2 separate regions of the Mus musculus genome follow, and region 1 is linked to region 2. A link is a contact called in public ChIA-PET data. All regions are on one chromosome and are shown on one strand. Each heading gives the region's core, a stretch centred on a gene start, on an enhancer-like site or on the middle of the called end of the contact. The rest is flanking DNA. Distances are from core to core; before and after follow the strand shown.

Region 1 (3,300 bases), core at 652-3,151, 900 kb after region 2:
CTCCTGCCTCTGCCTCCCAAGTACTGGATTATAGATATGCTTCACCATGTCTGGCTGCTACATAAATGATAAATGCATCAATAAGGCAATATCTAAAGATTGTGTAGGACTTGGCCAAAGAAAGAAGGGATATAAGATTGTCCCAAGTAGGAAGAAATCTGGATGCCAGACCTCAGAGAGGTGCCCCTTCCCTGCCCCCAACACACACATTTTCACTTAGAAAACTTGGAAGCTTGGATGCTGGAGAACTGCAGTGTGAAGGAAGTCTGGCATCGGGTGACTGGCATGCAGTAAGAAACAGGGACTGGACTGTGAGGAGTGTTGTCTAGTGTAAGCAGATTCCCTGAGATACATTCATACCTTAAATGATTAGTGTGATGGTCTCCAGTTTGTATGTTCACAGCTGGACATCCACCATCAATCTAGATGTAACCAGTTATAGAGCATTGTCATTATCTCAAAAAGAAGCCCTTGTACCCTCACCCCACCTACCCCAGCCCTACTTCTAGGGAGCTATTTAATCTACTTTCTATTTCTCTTGTCCTGTCCTACATGGTTTGTATAAATGGAATCCTAATCTGTGGTCTTTTATCACTGGCATTTCTGCATAGCATTCAAGCAGTATCCATATGGTGGGTAGTGTGCATCAAAGTCCCATCCCTTTTGTCGCTACTCAGGGATACACTTTTCTCACTCTAACTGGCACCTGGTTGTTAATGGATATTTGGGTTGTTTCCACCATTTGTGGTCATCATAAACAATCCTGATATGAACATTCATATCCATACACATTTTCATGTAGACAGAGTTTTTATATGCATATATACCTAGTAGTGATGCTGAGTAGTGTGGAGGGTTTCTGGATCAGCTAGCTGTTCACTGTGGTTCCAATCACTCTTTTACTTGCCTGTAAGTAGTGTATGAAGCTGCCAGTTTCTTTTTTGTTTCCTATAGTTTGAGTATGAGTCGCATATGTTTAGACTTTGTTCTTCTCCATTTCTGTGGTAAGTTTTAAAGGCTTTTTAAAAGCTCTTTTGTTTGTTTGTTTTGAACTGTGTCTGTGTTTGTGCTCATGTGTGTGTGAGTGGCCAGAAGAGGGTGTTTGATTCTCAGAGCTGCAGTTAACAGAGCTGCCATTGAGAGCTGCATGACATGGAGGCTGCAAACTAAACTCTGATCCTCTGCAATAGCGGCCTTCCCTTAGCTGCTAGAGATTTAAGTAAAGCCTGAGGCCTGCTGTTCTCTGAGTTGCAGCTTGTAGGAGCCCTGTGATGAGACGGAAAGGTGTACAATGAATGCAAACCACTGTGGCCCTGGGATTAGGTCCAGTCTTAATGTCTGCATTCTGGGTTGTGGCCCTTTCAGGGGCTTCTTGGTTCTTTCTCCTCTGAGACAGGAAGCCAGAAGGATTGGATATTTGGTTAAGGTGAGAAAAGTACTTTCTTTTTTGAGATGTCTGCTTGGGTTCTGGTGAAATGGTTTCTTTTCAGCCACATTTTTTATTAAAGAACAGATGTTCTGGGCTTATTTCAAAACAGATAGTTTGCTCTTTTACCAGTTGTCTGCATGAGGCAGCCTCTTGATCATTATTGTGAGCTAGAAACCAATAAGGTTCCTAGAGACAACCTCCAGAAAGTGGCTCCTCCCACCCAGATCGCCTCTTAGAATTTCCAGCTCTCAGAGTTGTTCACAGGGAACCTGACATCCCTAATCAGCAGGAAGTAGTCTAAAGAGGTCTACATCCCTTTTGCCTCTATCTTTCTTTCTTACCTAGTGTTGGGGGGTTGGAAGGGTAGAAGTATAAAAACCCAATAAAATAGCCACATACACACAGACACACACACACACACACACACAGTGCGTCATCAGTGGTTTGCCCTGTAGCCCCAATTCTCTGATGACTCTAAGAACTGCTGACTTGGTTTGTTCAGCACGACGCGGCCTCACACGCCTGACAGAAGTGAGAACTTACTACTGAGTTGGTCAAGTTTACACCTGCATGTTTTGTTGTTGTGTTGTGGTTTGGAGGAGCTACTATTATAAAAACATTTATAACAGTCAGTATATTTACTTTCTTGAGTTATGGCATATTAAATTAATTACTAATATACAAGAATGTATTTTTGTATGTTGACCTTACTTCCTACAGAATTTATTACTTCTGGTAGTATTCTGAAGGATTTAATTTCCTTTCTTGACTGTTCTGGCTAGAACTTACAGTACAAACATCTTTTGTTTTACTCTTTATCTGAGAAGGAAAATGTTTAGTCTCTCTCCATTAAACATACTAGTGTGGGTTTATTTGGAGTGTTTGTTTGTTTGTTTGTTTGTGACAGGGTCTTGCCATGTAGCCCAGGTTGGCCTCAAGCTTTTGATTATCCTCCTGTCTCAGTCTTCCAAGTCCCTTTTGTTTTGGTTTGTTGTTGGGTTTTGTATAATGTTTATTTGATTGAACAGGCTCATTTCTCTACCAGACATAGTGATAACTGATAGGCTTTTTCTCTCTCTCAGCGACACAGACATAGGCCAGATTAGATCAGATTAAAAGTAGAGAAAGGTAGGTTTATTAGGGGCAGCTCTCAGATGGGTTCACTGGTCTCACAGGTGGAGCTCAGTGAAGTCACACATCCAGGCTAAAGCAAGGGTTTTTGTAGAGTTTAGGTGAGGTGTGATGAAGTTCCTACTAGGACCCGGGATTATGCCCATACATGATCAAAATCTGAGCTCCTGGGCGGGCACTCTTGGGTGGGTTACCGGAAACGGGGACATGTTAGCCCGGAGTTTTCTTCAAGCAGACAAGGGAGTTTTCACAGTGCTGGCCAGGTTGGGGAAAGGAGACGGGGATTTCCTAGCTGTACAGGGGATGAGCAGGGATTTCAGCCTGAGTAGCGTTTTTGTAAAAATCTATACTCTTAGGAACACTATTGACAGTGAATTTTGTTTACTTACTTTTTGAGATAGGGTATTCAGGCTATCCTGGAACTCACTAAATAGCCCAAGCTGGCACTTGGTAATCCTCCTGCCTCAGCGTCCACGTGCTAGAATTACAGGTGTGAGCTATCATGTCCAGTTGATACCTGATTCCACAGAGTCCATTCTGAGCTCCTCAATTACATTTGTACTCATTTCTGTTTATTATAAGGTTGTACATGGTTTCATCACCTTGTGTCTACAATCACATTAACAATAAGACACACTTGCATGCATCCATGAACGGTCCTGGCACATAGAAGGCATCCAGTGTGTGTATGTGTGTATGTGTGTGTGACTCGGTGTACATATGTGTGTAAAAGTGGATGA
Region 2 (2,969 bases), core at 55-2,554:
TAAAAATTTAGCAACCATCTCTCTGTTTTCTCACCAGTCAGCATCTTTGTCAAAGGTGACAGAGATGTAGCAGTTTTTAGATAAGGGTGTGTGTACTCTAGTGTCCTACCTGGCATACTTTATTCATTATATCTCTCTGGCTATTACAGATACTGTAATTTGCTTCCCCTGGTGTGAATTTGATAGAGATCACATAATGTTATCTTAATAATTCTGGTTAGTCTTTTACTTTTCTTATAAAGAACAAAGAGATGGTAATATTTGAATGCTTTCAGTGATATTAGTGATGTGAAAATTAAATTATGTCTGTCTTAGTTATGGTTTCTATTGCTATGATGCAAAAATCATCACCAAAGTAACTTGATGAGGCAAGGGCTTATTTGGCTTATACTTCCATATCATAGACCATCATTGAAGAAAGTCAGGATGGGAACTCAAACAGGGAGGCAGGAGCTGATGCAAAAGCTATGGAGAGGTGCTGCTTACTGCTTGCTCATCATGGCTTGCTCAACTGTTTTCTTATAGAACACGGGACAATTGGCCTAGGGATGGTACCACCCACAATAAGCTGGACCCTCCTCCATGAATCACTAATTAAGAAAATGTCTTACAGCTAGATCCTATGGAAGAATTTTCCCATTTTAAGTTCCTTCCTTTTAGATGACTCTAGTTTGTGTCAAGTTGACATAAAACTACCCATCACAATACCCATCAAGAGTTTTAGATGCAAAGCCTTCCCCACCCTTACCTGTACCCTCCCTGGTTATTATAAATTGTCTAGATTTCTTAGACCCATCTTCTTTAGCAAGAAATACTGCCATCTGGTGGGGCATAATGGTGCATGCCTTTAATCTCAGCACTTAGGAGGCTGAGGCAGGCAGATCTCTGAGTTTGAGGCTAGCTTGATTATATAGCGAGTTCCAGGACAGCCAGGACTATGTAATAAGACCCAGTCTCAATGAAAGAACAAAGGAACGAGTGAACGCCAGCCTGTCATTAGACTGAAACCAGCCCTCATTTGATGTGCTGATTTAGGAAGAGTTACAGAACATGTTAGAAATCAACCTTTGTAAAATCAGAGTTCTGATTTAAGATAAATTTTTAGGGAGAAGAAGAGAACCATATGCCACAAATTGTTTTCTAATTCCATCCTGTCACACACAAAAGTGTCAATTGACATTTGATTTGAATATAACAAATATTTATTACAAAGAATTTTATTTAAGTTCTTTGAAGTAAAGGCTGTCTTCCAGTTACAGGAAGTTAGTGGTTGATGAAAGGTTTCATTAGCTGTTAGTCACCCTTTCATGCTTTTCTTCTGTATGCCTATAGCCATGTCGGTTTGATTTTTTTTTTTTTTTCCAACAGCTGGTGCCAGCTTTCACACCAAAAACAACTAAACAACGTGGTGGTTTTTATTCTGAAGGGAATGAGTCAGCTACATTTCTACAGGTTCTATTTGGAATTCAGATTTCTCCGAAAGACATTCAGACATGTAAGATAAGAAAAATTTGTATTAGGGGCTAAGTTAGAGCCTCCTATCCTGAGACTGGGGCATCATCTGAGAATATATTTCTCAACAACCTAGTTAAACAATCAGCAAGAAGTTTACATAGACAGCAAAAGTACTAAGAGCCCTATTTAGATTAGAATTTGACAGTGGTCTTCTTTGGTTATCTAGCAAACCAGTTATTCTCCAGGTATAGTATATAGCTTCTAGGTTGATTCTATTTTATTTGTAATACAGAAATTTTATAAATAGCAAAATTCCCATAAAATCTATTTTGTACCTCTTAAAGCATAATATAGGATGTGGTGGTACATAATTTTAACACCTGGAAGGCTGAGGAAGAAGGATGTGAATCTAGCATGGGTACAAGAACCTGTTTGAATTTGAATCCAACATGACCTATATGACCAGACCTTGCTTTAAAACAAACAAAAAAACGAATCTATGAAAACAATTTTTTTGTGGTTTTTTTTTTTTTGTTTGTTTTGTTTTGTTTTGTTTTTGTTTTTCGAGACAGGGTTTCTCTATGTAGCCCTCTTGGAACTCACTCTGTAGACCAGGCTGGCCTCGAACTCAGAAATCTGCCTGCCTCTGCCTCCCGAGTGCTGGGATTAAAGGTACCATTATAATACTATCATTATAGTACTATCTGGAGCTTACTAGTAGCTGCCGTCTAGAAAAGAGGCATGCGCTCTTTTGCCGCATAGCCTATTCTATTTCCCACTGTCCTGTTTGTCCATCTATCCTGAAGGCATTTGGGTCCATGAGCAAGACTTAATCTACTTTGGTCCTGGCTCTCTTGCTTTGGTCTCTGCTTCCACTTTACTGAGTACTTTTTCTATGATGAACCCTTTAGTAATCATACCATGTTCATCATCTTTAATGACCACTGTTGTCCTTTAAGAGACAACTTATTTGATTTATTTTATTTTTAAGAAAGGAGTAACTCACTAAAGTTAAGGGCTAATAAACTGTAGATTTGGAATTTTAGCCCAGATGAGCCTGTAACCAGAACTTTCCACCTATTCCACTCTGCTAAATCATCTGTCCTGACTACCTGGTATGCTGTCTAGTGAAAGAAAGAAATAGAAGTCCCTGAAAACATTTAAGTTGTAAATTTACCTAATGTTTCCTTTTTACAGTGTAGAGTGAGAGGAACACTTTGCAGGTAGTGATTTTTGGAGTAAATGTGGTTCTCTTATTTTCTTACTCTCTTTCATGTTAAGGAAATAGTTCTCATTGTACAGTTACAAACTATTAAAGCCTAGACTTTTATGAAGGTCTGAAGCAACAGTGAAAGTCTAGACCTTTAAGAGTATTTTGTCTGTTTTCAAGCATTTATGAAAAGATTTATTAATATATTTTGCAGAAATTCAGCTTGCCTTCTCCAACATCTAGTTTTCTATTTGATATCATTGGGCTGCAGAAGAAAAAATCAGCTAGAAGTTTTCGTAGGACT

What was found. ChIA-PET counts read pairs in DNA pulled down with a chosen protein or histone mark.
Region 1: an RNA polymerase II ChIA-PET map of effector CD8 T cells shows a contact between it and region 2, with 8 times the contacts expected there. The contact joins two enhancer-like sites. A contact is called at or near these places in 4 of 39 promoter capture datasets (the HPC-7 cell line, cranial neural crest, maxillary cranial neural crest and 1 more) and 4 of 115 datasets of contacts at active chromatin or transcription factors (bone marrow-derived macrophages, effector CD8 T cells, large pre-B cells and 1 more).

What each region holds. Positions count from the first base shown.
Region 1 is chr7:120,697,995-120,701,294 of GRCm38.p6, forward strand. All of the region lies in intron 1 of Mosmo (modulator of smoothened), which reads left to right. Among named protein-coding and RNA genes, the nearest start is that of Gm51495, 7.7 kb to the left of the region's middle. Within about 2 kb of position 1,902, at least 36 of the 459 cell types and tissues checked have an H3K27ac peak or open chromatin away from gene starts, as enhancers often do. A contact at or near this core is called in effector CD8 T cells, where this site is marked.
Region 2 is chr7:119,799,862-119,802,830 of GRCm38.p6, forward strand. It overlaps Rexo5 (RNA exonuclease 5), which reads left to right. Exons shown (of 20, transcript NM_001370778.1): 4 at 1,369-1,495; 5 at 2,880-2,969. Among named protein-coding and RNA genes, the nearest start is that of Rexo5, 7.2 kb to the left of the region's middle. Within about 2 kb of position 1,305, at least 14 of the 459 cell types and tissues checked have an H3K27ac peak or open chromatin away from gene starts, as enhancers often do. A contact at or near this core is called in effector CD8 T cells, where this site is marked.